Linked DNA regions of Mus musculus: all the other regions are linked to region 4. The links are chromatin contacts, called in public HiChIP or PLAC-seq and promoter capture Hi-C maps. All regions are on one chromosome and are shown on one strand. Each heading gives the region's core, a stretch centred on a gene start, on an enhancer-like site or on the middle of the called end of the contact. The rest is flanking DNA. Distances are from core to core; before and after follow the strand shown. Region 1 holds the start of Adam15 (a disintegrin and metallopeptidase domain 15 (metargidin)). Region 2 has its middle 26 kb from the start of Pmvk. Region 3 holds the start of Kcnn3 (potassium intermediate/small conductance calcium-activated channel, subfamily N, member 3). Region 4 holds the start of She (src homology 2 domain-containing transforming protein E).

What was found. Promoter capture Hi-C pulls out the DNA fragments that hold promoters and counts their contacts. HiChIP or PLAC-seq counts read pairs in DNA pulled down with a chosen protein or histone mark.
Region 1: a contact with region 4 is called in a promoter capture Hi-C map of hippocampal neurons, with 5 times the contacts expected there. The contact joins the promoter of Adam15 here to the promoter of She in region 4. A contact is called at or near these places in 6 of 39 promoter capture datasets (cranial neural crest, frontonasal cranial neural crest, hippocampal neurons and 3 more), 1 of 484 Hi-C or Micro-C datasets (myocytes), 8 of 115 datasets of contacts at active chromatin or transcription factors (craniofacial prominence, embryonic basal ganglia, embryonic forebrain and 5 more) and 1 of 9 other capture datasets (liver).
Region 2: a promoter capture Hi-C map of trophoblast stem cells shows a contact between it and region 4, with 4 times the contacts expected there. The contact joins the enhancer-like site here to the promoter of She in region 4. A contact is called at or near these places in 18 of 39 promoter capture datasets (the 3T3-L1 cell line, the C10 cell line, the HPC-7 cell line and 12 more), 2 of 115 datasets of contacts at active chromatin or transcription factors (craniofacial prominence and stem cell-derived neural progenitor cells) and 1 of 9 other capture datasets (liver).
Region 3: a contact with region 4 is called in an H3K4me3 HiChIP or PLAC-seq map of embryonic stem cells, with 6 times the contacts expected there. The contact joins the promoter of Kcnn3 here to the promoter of She in region 4. A contact is called at or near these places in 17 of 39 promoter capture datasets (the 3T3-L1 cell line, the C10 cell line, the HPC-7 cell line and 12 more), 12 of 484 Hi-C or Micro-C datasets (the CH12 cell line, the P5424 cell line, cerebellar granule neurons and 5 more), 6 of 115 datasets of contacts at active chromatin or transcription factors (astrocytes, embryonic midbrain, embryonic stem cells and 1 more) and 1 of 9 other capture datasets (adipose tissue).

Annotation. Positions count from the first base shown.
Region 1 is chr3:89,348,532-89,351,981 of GRCm38.p6, reverse strand. Adam15 (a disintegrin and metallopeptidase domain 15 (metargidin)) reads left to right here and starts at 1,954. Exons shown (of 23, transcript NM_001037722.3): 1 at 1,954-2,173; 2 at 3,355-3,450. The coding sequence starts at 2,095. It overlaps Dcst1 (DC-STAMP domain containing 1), which reads left to right. Exons shown (of 16, transcript NM_029974.2): 16 at 1,468-1,763. The coding sequence ends at 1,719. It also overlaps a transcript of Dcst2 not described here.
Region 2 is chr3:89,483,368-89,486,954 of GRCm38.p6, reverse strand. No RefSeq gene overlaps it. Among named protein-coding and RNA genes, the nearest start is that of Pmvk, 26 kb to the right of the region's middle. Within about 2 kb of position 1,619, at least 29 of the 459 cell types and tissues checked have an H3K27ac peak or open chromatin away from gene starts, as enhancers often do. A contact at or near this core is called in trophoblast stem cells, where this site is marked.
Region 3 is chr3:89,518,671-89,522,064 of GRCm38.p6, reverse strand. Kcnn3 (potassium intermediate/small conductance calcium-activated channel, subfamily N, member 3) reads right to left here and starts at 1,901. Exons shown (of 8, transcript NM_080466.2): 1 at 661-1,901. The coding sequence starts at 1,596.
Region 4 is chr3:89,829,341-89,832,716 of GRCm38.p6, reverse strand. It overlaps She (src homology 2 domain-containing transforming protein E), which reads right to left and starts at 1,347. Exons shown (of 6, transcript NM_172530.3): 1 at 614-1,347. The coding sequence starts at 1,213.

The DNA of each region.
Region 1 (3,450 bases), core at 705-3,204, 480 kb after region 4:
GCCATTCTGCAGAGTTGGAAGAGTGGTATGGTGGTTGGCTGCCAGAGAAGACTTGGTTTGAGTCCAGCTTCATCCCTGCCATGGTATGGCAGCTGTGTGACCCTACTCAACTGCCAGGTCTTGCTTTCTCTTCTCTGTAAGATGGTGTTAACCAATTCATTTGTTCAGTTGTTACAATGCCTGGGTTTTACTTCATTGATGCTGGTACACACACAGACACACACACACACACACACACACACCACCAAGCCTGATGACCCGAGTTCCATCCTCCTGGTAGAAGGAGAGGACTCCCCACAAGCTGTCCCCTGACTGCCACACATACCCCACGGCACACATGAACATCAGCAGGCTGGGATCCCTTGACCTGGTCCTGAAGTAGACTGAACTCGAATGGCTAGATGAAATAGGGGGGTATGTGTTCTAAGCTGAAGGAACAGTGTGTGAAAAAAAAACAAACTCAGAGATCAAAGTGGATGCCAAGGTCAAAGGGCAAGCTAAGGGAAATGCAAAGTGTGGCAGGAGCCAAGGAGGCAGAGCAAGGCTGGGAAGAAACAGACCTCTGAGCGCTCGAAGGGCAAGCCCAGCTCTGCTCTTAAGAATTCCTGGCAACTGTATGAAGAGGGTATTCGGAAAGTGAGACTGTGGAATGGCCACAAAGCTTGGGACTTGGTTCCTGCCAGGTTTGACTCAGATCTGACTTAGGAAAGTTACACCATCTTTCTGAGATTTTTTTTGGGGGGGGGTTGAGTTTTTTGTTTGTTTGTTTGTTTTTCGAGACAGGGTTTCTCTGTGTAGCCCTGGCTGTCCTGGAACTCACTCTGTAGACCAGGCTGGCCTCAAACTCAGAAATCCACCTGCCTCTGCCTCCCAAGTACTGGGATTAAAGGTGTGCACCACCACCACCCGGAGAGATTTTTTAAAAAAGACTTAATTAAAATTTGCACTTATTTAATGTGTATGGGTGTTTTGCCTATGCATATGTCTGTGTCCTCATGGGTGGCTGGTGTCCAGGGAGGCCAGAAGATCATCCAGTTCCCTGGAACTCAAGTGACAGGCAGTTGTTAGCTATGTGGGTGCTGGGATTCAAACCTGGGTCCTCTGGAAGAGCAGTCAGGGTTCTTAACCACGGAACCATCTCTCCAGCCCAGTAAGGTGTAAATTGTGCCCTCCTCCCTTCTAAGCCTAAGTACCAAATTAAGCCGCTCCACAGGTGTACAGAATTGTTGTGGGTCATCCTTGGGAGTAAGTTTGGGCACGCCAGGCTCCGCAGCCCATCATGGAGAAGAAGACTCTTTCGATTTATCTCAATATCGCCCTCGAGGGCTCTTCTTGTCTACCCCAGCTTCCTCCAATATAGCATTGTCAGGCCTTGGGACTTCATACATTAAGAGCTGCCCAGTGCCCCTGACAACCCTTTCTGCTCAGCCCACTTGGCATTAACCAATCCACCTCATCTTCCAACAGCCCCACTACCTGGTGGAGGCTCTGTATCGCCGGTGCCCTCTCCTGCACCGCTTCATGCGTCAGCGCTGTGTGGTGTGCCAGGCAATGGAGACGCCGGATTCCTACGTGTGCCCCACACCAGACTGCAAGGCCCTGTACTGCCGGTCGTGCTGGGACGACATGCAACGGCTCTGCCCGGTGTGCACGCCCCGCGAAGAGCTCTCGTCATCCGCCCACAGCGACAGCAACGACGACGCTGTGTATGGCGATTGAAGGGATGCTGCCCGCCTTCTTGCTTAATAAAGTGTGATGCACGCTCCTGCGGCTGGTGCTTCGCAGGCATCCGGGATTGGGTGAGCCGGAAGAACTGGCCCGCACAATCTCCACGAAGCCGGGCTACAGACGGGAGGCAGGATGGAGGGAAGGCGCGAGTCTTGTGGTGTCCAAACCCATCCCGGTAGCTGCCGGAAAGAGGCTGCGCTGAGCGGCAGGGGCGGAGCCTCAGACGGGGCGGGGCGGAGCCTCAGACGGGGCGGGGCGGGGCCTAGTTGCTGCGCTGCACCGAGCTGGTGTCCGGCGGGGCCGTGGCTGCTCCTCCACGCGTAGCCCCGCACCTGCTGCCCCAGTCCAGCCCGGAGCTCCGCGGCCATGCGGCTGGCGCTGCTCTGGGCTCTGGGACTCCTGGGCGCGGGCAGCCCTCGGCCCTCCCCGCCGCTGCCAAATATAGGTGAGTTCCCAGGACAGTGGGTCGAGGGGATGATTTGGAAAGAGGTACAAGGAAACCCGGAGGCAATGGGGTGTTGGGGTCTGCCGGAGCCTAACCAGAGGGCAGCCTGCGTGATCTGCGGACCAAAGCCTAGGGCCAGGTAATTTGGAGAACGAAAGGAAGAGGAGGATGGGGAGGAGGAGGAGGAGGAAGAGGAGGAGGGAGGATGGCGTCCTCTGTCCTGAAGTCCCGAGTTATCCCTGCAGACACTTTTGAGTCTCAGGCACTGAAGAGCGTGCGCGGGGGGTGGGGGTGGGGCGCTCAGATCATGGAAAGAGTCACTCCTTAGGACTGACGTCTTCGTCTCTCTAGTGCCTAGCTGACAGTTCTACTCAATGAAGTGCCCGGACTAGCTAGTGGGGTTTTAGTGAAAAGGATTATTTTCAGCCGTTCATTCCAGACCTGGGCGGCCAGCACCGCTCACTCGGGTGCGGTTGCCACCAGAAGCCTGGCGGAGCGGGAGGGGCCCGGAGGAGCCAGGGGAGGGAGCTTTCGCCAGGAAAGAGACTGGGACACCAACTCCTCCTTGGAACTTTCACTTCCCGCTGCTGTCTTGGGCTGGGGGCCGAGAGGGTAGGCGGGGGTGGAGTGTCCGGAGAGGAGAGGGCCATTGTTGGGGGGTGCTGGCGGAGGAAGCGGAGGCTGTTGGGAACGGGTGCGCCTGACTGGGCATCAAGGCTGTTTAGGGAGGTCAGAGTGTTTGCACTGCTCACCCAAAGATGGGTGTTCCCGGCAGGCATCTCTACTGTGAGGGAAAAGGAAGGGCAAGTGGGCACTAGGCCACAGACTTCTCTTAGACCTAAGAAAGGGCATTCCTGATTGGGTGGGGAGTGTGATTGGGAAGGGATGGGAACAAGGGAGGGCCCCCGTGAAAATCTTGGGATTGGCCAAAGGGAAGGCAAGGAGGAGCTGCAAGCTGGATACTCTGAACTTTGGGGACTTATGGGTGAAATCCGTAAGTTGGGGAAAAAAAAACCCCTCCTTCCCATATCCTCCTTTAAATCCTGGCACACACTGCAGGACCGCTTAAGTCACTGATATAGCCTTCTGTGCTGAGGGTCGGTGGGTCTGAGGACACTAGTGATTCCAGCCTTGCTAGGGATTTCCTCAGCAATCTCTTAGGATGTTCTGGGACCCTGCAGGAGGCACTGAGGAAGAGCAGCAAGCCAGCCCAGAGAGGACGCTGAGTGGATCCATGGAGAGCCGGGTTGTTCAGGACAGCCCCCCAATGAGCCTAG
Region 2 (3,587 bases), core at 370-2,869, 350 kb after region 4:
CACTGTACTCTAGAGCCGGGAAGAGTTCCAGCCTTAAATATGATAAGACTGAAAAAGCCCATGAAATACAATTTCAAAACATTGGCTCCAGGCAGACATTTTGCTCCACTTTTCTTATTGTAATCAGTGTTTTGCCTTTTTTTTTTTTTTTAAGAGATAAAGTGAGGTCTTTGAGCATAGAGGCTGGTAACAGAATGCCTTAGACATTTCGTCTATAAACTAGAGATAATAAATAAAATATAAATAAATAATAAAAATTATATGCCAGGCATGGTGGCGCACGCCTTTAATCCCAGCACTCGGGAGGCAGAGGCAGGTGGATTTCTGAGTTCCAGGACAGCCAGGGTTACACAGAGAAACCCTGTCTCGAAAAACCAAAAAAAAAAAAAAAAAAAAAAAAAAAAAGAGAAAAAGAGAAAAAAATTCTAAACAAAAGTTTATAAACTTAGTTTACAAACTAGAAAACCTGACGGCTCATGATTCTAAAGGCTGAGCACCCACGGGGAGGGCTTACTTCATCCCCCTGCCTCTGCCCCTAAGGGTTGGCGTTAAAGACATTACACCACCGTGCCAGCTCCCGTTCCTTTCTTAATTACATTTATTTTTCCATCTTGTGTGTTTTCGTGTTGGGCATCAGAGCACGCCTTGCTGGAGCCGGTTGTCTCTTTCCTCATCCTGGCTCAGGCTCAAGCTTTTGTGTCAAGCCTTGTTACCTCTGAGCCCTGTCCTGCTGTCTCCTAGATGACTAATACCAACACAGCACAAATTAAGTGAACATTTTTTTAACCAGATGTTTGCTAAAATAAAGACAAAAAAAATAGTTCTTATTGAAAAGTATAGAATTTGTTGGTGATATTTGTCTTTATTGCTTATCCGTCATTCCTGGTCCATTAAAGAACCCCCAGAATATGTACTAATAATATGTAATAATATAACTAATAATAATATCAGTTTCGATATGATGGCAACTTGATGCTATCAGCTTGCTAATTTCATCTTTTCTTTTCTTCTCTTTTCTTCTCTTCTCTTCTCTTCCCTTCCCTTCCCTTCCCTTCCCTTCCCTTCCCTTCCCTTCCCTTCCCTTCCCTTTTCTTTTCTTTTCTTTTCTTTTCTTTTCTTTTCTTTTCTTTTCTTTTCTTTTCTTTTCTTTTTCAAGACAGGGTTTCTCTGTGTTGCCCTGGCTGTCCTGGAACTCACTCTGTAGACCAGGCTGAACTCAGAAATCTGCTGCCTGCCTCTGCTTCCCAAGTGTTGGGCATGCACCGCCATTGCGCGACACTAACCTTGTCATTATAAAAGCGTCTTTACCAAGGTCAGAACTTGTTCTATTTAACTGCAGCTTATTTATAGCTTTAAGATGTGCAGAAGTCTAGCACGCAAAATCTTCAAAAGTGTGAGGCAGGTGCCCCCAAAACAGCTCAGAGGCTCTCGAGTCTCTGTCAGCTGCTAGAGATAGAGATGAACACTGCAGCCTCCAGAACCATCTCCCCTCAAGGAGCCAGGACCCTAGAGAAGCGGATTCCTGATCTGGCTCTCTTTTTTCCCCACGATGGTGGGCTCTGCTGGAGAAACCCGGCCCTGCCAACAGAGGGCGGTCTTGCTCCACGGCCCCAAGCACAGCAAGTCTATACACCGCGCCGACCGACCATAGCCAGGAACAGCGTGAACCAAACGCTACACCAGCACTGCCCCAACTTCACGCTGCCCAACGGTCCAGAGAAACCCGGGTGGGGTGGCTAAGTCCAGGTGGCTCTGGCATGAGCGACTCTCGCAGATGAGGTGTGGGCTGGCCTTATGGGTCCTGCCAAAAGTCAGTTTTAGCCTCTATGCCCCGCAAACGAATGACCCACAAGAACACTCAGTACCACAAATATAAACAGCCGTCTGCAACTTGGAGTCCTCGAAATTTGAAAATTCCAGAAATAACTCTCCTTCACACAACTCCCCGAAGTGACACAGTCTCAGAGACTGAACCGTCTCAACCTTACACTAGAGTGATGTCACCAACACACGTCTGCATCAAAATCGGGGCACTCAAAGAGCTGGGACTGCACATTCCCAAGCAGAGAGGGTGACTGCTCTGTGTTCCTGAAGCAAAGGGACTGCCTGAAGTGGAAGGGAACTAAGCACAACACCTGTCTGTGTGTCTGTCTGTCTGGGTGGGTACAGAGGTATTCATTTTGTGTGATACAAACTCCCATGTAGCTCAGGCCATGGGAGGCCAAAACTGCTAAATTTATTTTTAAAGAAATTTGTTTAAAAAGTATGTATGGGTGTGTCTGTGCCTGCATGCTTGTACAAGTTCAGGTGCCACAGAGGCCAGAGTCATCAGAGTCCCTGGAGCTGGACATACAGATGCTGCACGCCACCTGATGGGTGCTAGGAACCAAACTCTGTCCCTCTAGAAGATCAGTAAGTGCTCTTAACCATGGGACCATCCATCTCTCCAACCCCAGAGGCCACAACTGCTAAATTTAAAAAGTTCTTTCCATTTCAAATGTTCTCTTGCATTTATCATTAACTATCACTATTATTGCTATTATTAACTATTAGTGGGGGGCTGAGGGGAGAGAGGAATGGAAGGAGGAGAGTGGAATACACAGGCGTGAGTGAAGGCCAGAGGACAACTTTGGGAGTCAGTTCTCTTCAACTCCATTGCTGAGGCTTGACCCCACCCCCACCCCCTTCTGATGTGAATACTCGGGCCACATGAAGTACTCCAGGCTACAAGATCCAGGTAATTCTCCTGTCTCAAGTACAGACAGCTTTTTAAATTTTATTTTTAATCTACTTGTTGTTGTTGTTGTTGTTGTTGTTGTTTGTTTTTTGTTTTTTGAGACAGGGTTTCTCTGTATAGCCCTGGCTGTCCTGGAACTCACTTTGTAGACCAGGCTGGCCTCGAACTCAGAAATCTGCCTGCCTCTGGCTCCCGAGTGCTGGGATTAAAGACGTGCACCACCACATCCGGCATTACTATCTTTTTTTAATTAATTAATTAATTTCATGTATGCAAGTACACTGTTACTCTTTTCAGACACACCAGAAGAGGACGTCTGATTCCATTACAGATGGTCGTGAGCTACCATGTGGTTGCTGGGAATTGAACTCAGGACCTCTGGAAGAGCAGTCAGTGCTCTTAACCGCTGAGCCATCTCTCCAGCCCCTTTTAATCTATTTTCATTATTATCATTGTGAGCATGTGGTTTGTATGTGTGTGTGTGTGTCTGTCTGTCTGTCTCTAGGTGAGTGTGTGCATACATTTGTGCCTAGGGAGACCAGAAGAAGGTGTCAGATCCCTTAAAGCAGGAGTTACATGCATTTGTGAATCTTATAACTTGAGGGCCGGAATCCAAACTTCAGTCTTATGATAAAGCAGCAAGTGTTCTTAAGCACAGAGTAGTCTTTTCAGCCTCTAGCCCCCAACTTTTTAAAAGTGGGTTCCAGTGCTGGGCCTAATGGCCCACACTTTTAATCCCAGCACTCAGGAGGCAGAGGCAGGTGGATTTCTGAGTTCGAGGCCAGCCTGGTCTACAGAGTGAGTTCCAGGACAGCCAGGGCTACACAGAGAAACCCTGTCTTGAAAAAAC
Region 3 (3,394 bases), core at 652-3,151, 310 kb after region 4:
AACACCTGTAGCCATTTTTATCAGGGCATGTTTACAAGGCAGCGGCAGGTTTATTCTGAGTCCTCTTTCCTGAGGGAAGAGACTGCTGATTTCCTCCACCTATATTTTTAACCCGGTGCCCTTGGGAGAGACTCGGGAACATCTCCATTTTACCCTGGAGTCTCTCTGGGAAGAGAAGGGAAATAGAAACTTGGGAAGGGGGGGGGGAGCTGGGGAACGGTACAGGATCCCCACCCCCACCCAGACATTTATTTCTTTTTTATGGGGGGGGGGGAATGGAGTGGAGCAGGGAGGGGAGGCGAGGAGGGAAGTAGCAGGAACTGGCAAACACATCAAGGCAGAGTGTAATTAATTGGTGCGTTAAGCTGCTGGGTTATGCTTTAGTACGCGTGAGCCCGGAGGAAAAGAGCGATTTCTCAGAAGGGATTCTTTAATCCTCCCAAACACAGAGTCTGCACATTAGACACAGTGTGTGGGGATGTCCCCACAAAGGGAAGCAAGAAAGGAATTCTCACAGGACCATGGAAGAAAAACATGGGAAGTTAGGAAATCTCTCAAAATCAATCTCTCTCTCTCTCTCTCTCTCTCTCTCTCTCTCTCTCTCTCTCTCGTCTACATACTCCTTTTGTTGAATGTATAAAGAGAAACCACAGTCCCTACCTTTGAGTACAAACCCCAAGACAGTTCGGTCTCTATCACCATAACAACAATTCCAAACATCCCAAAAATCAGAGCATAGTCACTCAGTCGCTTTCTCTTTTCAAACAGGGCCCTCCTGTGTCCCAGCTTATAGCCAATGTTTTGGTTTTTCCGCTTGTTGGCTTTGGGGAAGGTGGTGCTGCCGGCCGTGGTGCCGGCATGCTGGTGGTTGTGGGTAGCGTTGGGGTGATGGAGCAGAGTCTGGTGGGCATGGTTATCCTCCCTGGAGGAGATGATAATCTCTGGGGGGTTGCTGGGACTGAAGAGCTGGAGGGGTTGGCCCTCAGGCTCAGCCTCGATAAGGTTTCTCCGAGAGGCGCTGAGGCGGCTGAGGGGCTTCATGACCCCACCGCTGTATTTGCAGGAGCTCATAGCTATCTCCGTGAAGGGATTGCTGTCCCGCCGGTGCACCAGGGGGCTGGCCTGCCGGTGCCGGCTGCCTCCACCGGGCCCACTTGTGGCTGTGGAACTTGGAGAGTGGCCAAGCAAGTGGTCATTGAGATTTAGCTGGCTGCCTTGCCTGGAGGAAGGGTGGAGGATGGCGGTAGAGTTGGCTGAAGTGGGGGCCCTGAACGCCGTGGGAGAAGAGTGCAACAGACCAGGATGGACAAGCTGGCTCTGGAGTTGGGCAAGCTGAGGCAGGGGGTGCAGTGGAGCCTGCTGCTGCTGCTGCTGCGACTGCTGCTGCTGCTGCTGCTGCGACTGTTGCTGCTGAGGCTGCGGAGGCTGAGGCTGCAGCAAGGGTCCCGGAGGCTGCTGGGGGACTGCTGGTGGCGCTGGCGGTGGTGGCGGTTGCTGCTGCTGCTGTTGCTCGTCCCCAGAAGATGGACAGGGACACTTGGGGTCTTCATCCAGGTCCCCCACCCCCGAGTCATGGAAGTGCCCAGAAGTGTCCATCTTGGGGCCTGGCTGAGTTCCCTGCAGCACGACCCTCCACCCCAAAGCCACCCTCGTTCCAAAGATGACCTCAAAGAAAGCCAGGCATCCAAGATTCCCCACCAGAAGTGTCTTGGCTCCAGTCCTCTCTCTTTGGTTTGCTTCAGTTCTCTGGGGCTGCCACTCGAGTATGCATTGTATTGGGCGGGTAGAAAAGCCAGGAGAGGAGCCGGGGGAAGGAGGAAGGGGCGAAAAGAACTCTATTCTGAAGGCGGTCCTCTAGGAGTGTATGAAGCAGACTCAGCTTCACTCCTCGCTGGCTCAATAGCTTCGCTCTCCTCCTCCTGACACTGTTATATGGCAAGCCAAGCCCACTTATTAGCCAGCGGTTTCATTGGCTTGGCTTAACTCTCCAACCCCTCCAAACTCCGCCTCCCTCTCAGGCTCCGCCTCCAAGAAGGGGCCTGCCATCCTTCGCTCCTCGCCGGGTGGCAGCGCAACGAGGGCTGGGAACTGTAGTTTTTGCTCCAAGACCACTACCACTCCAACCCCTCCACACTCCACCCGCAAGCTGAGCACCTGCCTTCTTTCCTCTGAAAGGTACGGTCAGGATACTGATGCCCACAGCAATCCCGGCTGAATGTTGGCGCTGGGGCGATGAAAGGAAGGGATCGAGAGCACCCTAAAGGGGAAGCTGTCACCATGCTGGGGAAACCGGGACCGGAGGACAAACGTTGATTAATAGCCAGTATCTGTACAGGTTGTTTTACACATTGGATTCCAGGTACATCTTCCAAAAGCCCAAGGGGATAGGGACTGTGCTCATATTTTACAAAGAAAATTAACACCGGGAGGCATTGAGCATAAACTGACAGAAGCAGAAGGGACCCACTCCTGACAGGGAGAAGCTCACCTACCTACCACTGTCAGAGCACCTGCGCTGTGTACAGGAGCCTCTGTTATTTCCAATCCTCACATCAACCCTATGAAGTGACGTCATCATCCTAAAAAAAGAAATAAAAGAAGGAAAAAGGAAAGAAAAGAAGCCCACTCACACGCAGATAAGAAATATGGCTCTTGTCACCCAGCTTGTAATTAAAGGCACTAGGATTTGAGCAGAGATCAGCCTGAGTCCACCACTCTTCTTCCGCTGCCTAGATGCTCCCCCCCCCCCATGATGATCAACACACAGTGGCTGTTCAATAAATAGTATCCACATGATGGATGGGAAAGGGCCAAAGAGAATCTGTCAAGGAAGAGCCAACTTCCCCAAAGCAGGATGTTTTAGTAACCTGGATCCAGCCTCTTCCAGAACAGCTGGGTCTGGAGTCACCTCAGGGTCGATGAGGACGACTGGAAATCCCAGTGGCTCCATGTCTGATCTGCCCCATGGGTCTCTGAGAGTCAGAGCTGGAAACAGCTGCTGGCTTCCCTGGTTCAGACTCCTCCTCATAAAGTATTTATTAGACTCCCACTGTGTGCAGAAGACTCTCCAAGGGGACAAGACCAGAGATGAATTTATTTCCATTTTTAATTGGGACAGCCTTAGCAATTGGGGGGGGGAGTGCTATGAATTCCTCTAGGCACACCTGGGCTCTAAGAGGGAGCATCTTCCTATCCACTTCCCAGCTCCCCACCATCCTCAGGCCTCTGTCTAGTGTCTCCCCTAGATAAGTGTGGAAGTACACATATCCAGATGCATGTGTGTGGTCACACCCGTGTACAGGTATGAGCACACACTTGCTCACACACACCCATCATGCTTCCAGAGCTTTCCCCCTGAATAGCAAGCATCAAATCGCCATGCCAGGGAGCATGG
Region 4 (3,376 bases), core at 98-2,597:
TTCTCTCCTGATCTGTAATTTCCTTAAAGACATTTCCTTGCTATGGACTGTGCCCCCCCCCCCACCACATCCCTTAGTGTCCATGGCGAGTACTTATATGGCTACAGTACAATAAACAGAATGAATGTACAGTACAGCCACAGAATGAATGGAAGCCTTTGCCGCTTGCACAGCAGCTGAAACTGAGTGGCTGGAAGATGGGCAACCTGCGCTTCACAGTTCACGGGCTACCGATGTTTTGCATACTCAGGCGGCGTAAGCCTTACAGAAGTCTAGCTTGATAGACCCCTCGATGTCAAACATGAAAACAAGAACCACAGTACACCACACCCATTGGAAGGCCAGTTCCTTTCCCTTCCCTTCGACTGCTCTTTGAAACAACTAACAAAAACCAACCACAACAAACCTTGCTGTCAAGGTCTCCAGTGAGTTTTGAAGAGTCACTTGGGAGTCAGAATGAATACAGAGGAAGGCCTTAGAAAACATCTTCAACTTCACTTATGCCTAATGAATATTGGGGTTCATCAGGTTCCCATGCGTCCTTCCCCGCCCCCCCCCCCCAAGCCCTTCCAATTCCACAACTGAGAGGAGGATAGAGATGCTGTGTTCTTACCGTGTCTTGCTGTCTCATTATCTTGGCCTTGTCCAGCTCAGGGCCCAGGGAGGACGGGGAAGAGGACGCAGAGGAAGAGGAGCTGCTGGAGCTGCTGGTGCTGCCACCGCCCGGGTAGGCGCTCTTCCCATTCTTCTCCTGCGTGTCCACCTTGATGAGCCTACTGATGTAGGTGCTGCAGCCCGCGCTCTTGGTCACCGCGCCACGGTGGGGCTCCTCCTCGGTGGCGGTGGCGGTGACCCGGGAGTTCTTACGGCCTTTGCCAGCAGCGGCCTGGATCAGACCCTGCAGGCTGTCCCGGGACAGCCGACTGTCCTTTGGGGGTCCGCTGCTCGCCTTGCTGGCCCCCAGCTCGGCCGCTGAGTTCTTCCGGCCCTTGCCCGGGGTGGGCGCCGCGCCGCCAGTCTCCGAGTTCTTGCGCGGCTTGCCGCCGGCGCCCCCGGGCCGGGCGCGCTCCGACGCGGTCTTCAGAGTAAGCGGGAACTCCTTGAACCATTTCGCCGCCATCAGGGGGCCCGGGAGCGTCGAGGCCGCGGAGCAGAAGAGTGAGGAGGCCCAGCTGAGACACCGTGGGGCGCCAGGGGCCGGGGGCCGCCGCATTCCCCGGGGCTGGACGCTGGAGGCCGCCGCGAGGCTCCGGGCCGCTAGACGCGCGCGCCTGGCAGGGTGGCACCCGCTCGGCCCGAAGCTAGACGGGCGCAGTGATCGGACCGCCGTGTTCTCTGCGCTCCACCGCTTGGGGCTGCCGGGCGCCGGGGCTTCCCCTGCCTTTCCTCCCGAGGTGGGCGAGGCCGAGCCCACGGAAGCCCCCGGCAGCCCTGCCCACCCTAACTGGGACGATGGCGGCCGCAGTGCCCCGGCGCCCGCCCCGCGGTGGACGCACAGGACGGAGGACGGACGCGCCCCTCCCTCGCCGGCGCCGGGGCCCCCGCGTGCGCACCGAGTCCAACACTGCCCCCATCTCTGCAGACGGGACGTGTGCGGGGATCGTGGCCAGGAGTCGCGCTCGAGAACAAGGATCGGGAGCGCCCGCGCGGCTTCCCTCGCTCTCCGGTTCCGCACGTTCGTCGGGGGCGCGTGGAACCCCAAGCTGGACGCGGCGGGCGAAGGCTCGAAGTTCGACCGGGCGGCTCTGAGGGCCGCGCAGGTATCGCTCTGGCTGCAGGACCAGAGAGGGGTCCCACCAACCCCAGGCACTGTTGGGAGAAGAGCTTGGAGGTCCCCGACCCGCGCCCTCCTGCGAAGACGCCTCAGCTACTTGATTCTCACACTACTTGATTCTCTCCTTGTCGCTCTTTCTTCAAAGCAATTTCAAAGGTTTTTGTTATTGTTGTTAAAAAGATTAAATATGAAAAACGATTACATATGAACATGAAATGAAATCTTCTCCTTTCAGACACAAAACCCGGCAGTTGTTTACAGGTCTTCACTGGTAGACCTGCGGACTTTTGAGACAGAAAATGTATCTTTTCTCTCTCTGGATAAAGGCCAAAAGCCCTAAGCCGGCTTGACCTGGTTCTCTTATGGTGCTGCTGTCCACCCCCACCTTCTCCTTCCCCTCTCTGTCTCCTCTCCTACCCACTTCTCTCCTCCCTTCTACTCCTCCAATAGCAGCCTATGGAATCCTAACTTGCCTCGGTGTATTAGAAGACGACCTCAGACTATTGCGTGATGGCAAAGGGTGTCACCACTGTGAATTTCATGTGGTGCTGTGGATGACAGCCCGGGCTTGGAGCATGTTAGACAAGCACTCTACCAACCGAATTACATCTTCAGCCCCATGCAGCTTTTGGTAGACTTCAATTACTGATCTCCATTCCTCCTATCCATCCTTCTTTTAGCTACCAAGAGTTTACAGTTTTCCTGCTCTGCCATTTTTCTCTCAAACTCTAATAAAATTGTCTTCTAACCTCAAAGTAAAAGATAAAACAATACCATTATACAACAACAGCCCTAAATGTGGTCCAGAGTCTCATGCAGCAGGTTTGAAAACCCAAGCTACAAGCTGCGGGGGTCGGATAGCACCAGCCACCATCAGCTTGTGGATGGTACTTGGTGGAAGAAATGTAAGCTCACCTTGACCGTTCAGATGCTGGAAATGCATCTTAGCTTAAATTGAGGTATAATTTAGATGCCATGAAATTCAGCTGTTTAATATGGAATTTTTAATACATTGAAGTCTCACTAGTAGTCTGATTTTAAGGCATCCACCCAAGAGGTGAGGAGATAGCTCAGTTGATAACATACTTGGCAGGTAAGCATGAGAGCCTGACTATGAACCTCTGCACCCGCAAAGAAGAGCGGTGGGAGTCATACCCTTTCTTTCAATCCCAGTGCTGGTGAAGCAGAAAAACAAAGTGCACATTGATGAGGAAGGACATTCAAGGCTGACTTCTGGCCTGCATACACTTGCAAACATGTCTACCACCACACTTGAATACTCATACACATACCCTAAAAAAAAAAAATCACCTTTCCAGAAAGAAACTTGTATTTATCAGCAGCCCCTTCTCATGCCCTCTCCATGGGCGGTGTATTATACCTGTGTTTCTCTAGTGGCTGTCTCACATCAGAGAGGCCAGGAACCTGGTAGCTGCTCAGCCTACCAGGCTGAATATCTCATCACCCCAGCCTGGCCCAGGAGGCCTGGTGGATTCCTAGAGGGCTTATGGTTTGAATCTGTGCTGGAAGCTGGGAGAAGCTGGTTTTAACACTAGCAAAGGCTGGATGGACTTGTGAACAGAGTGAAGGCATGCAGGCAAA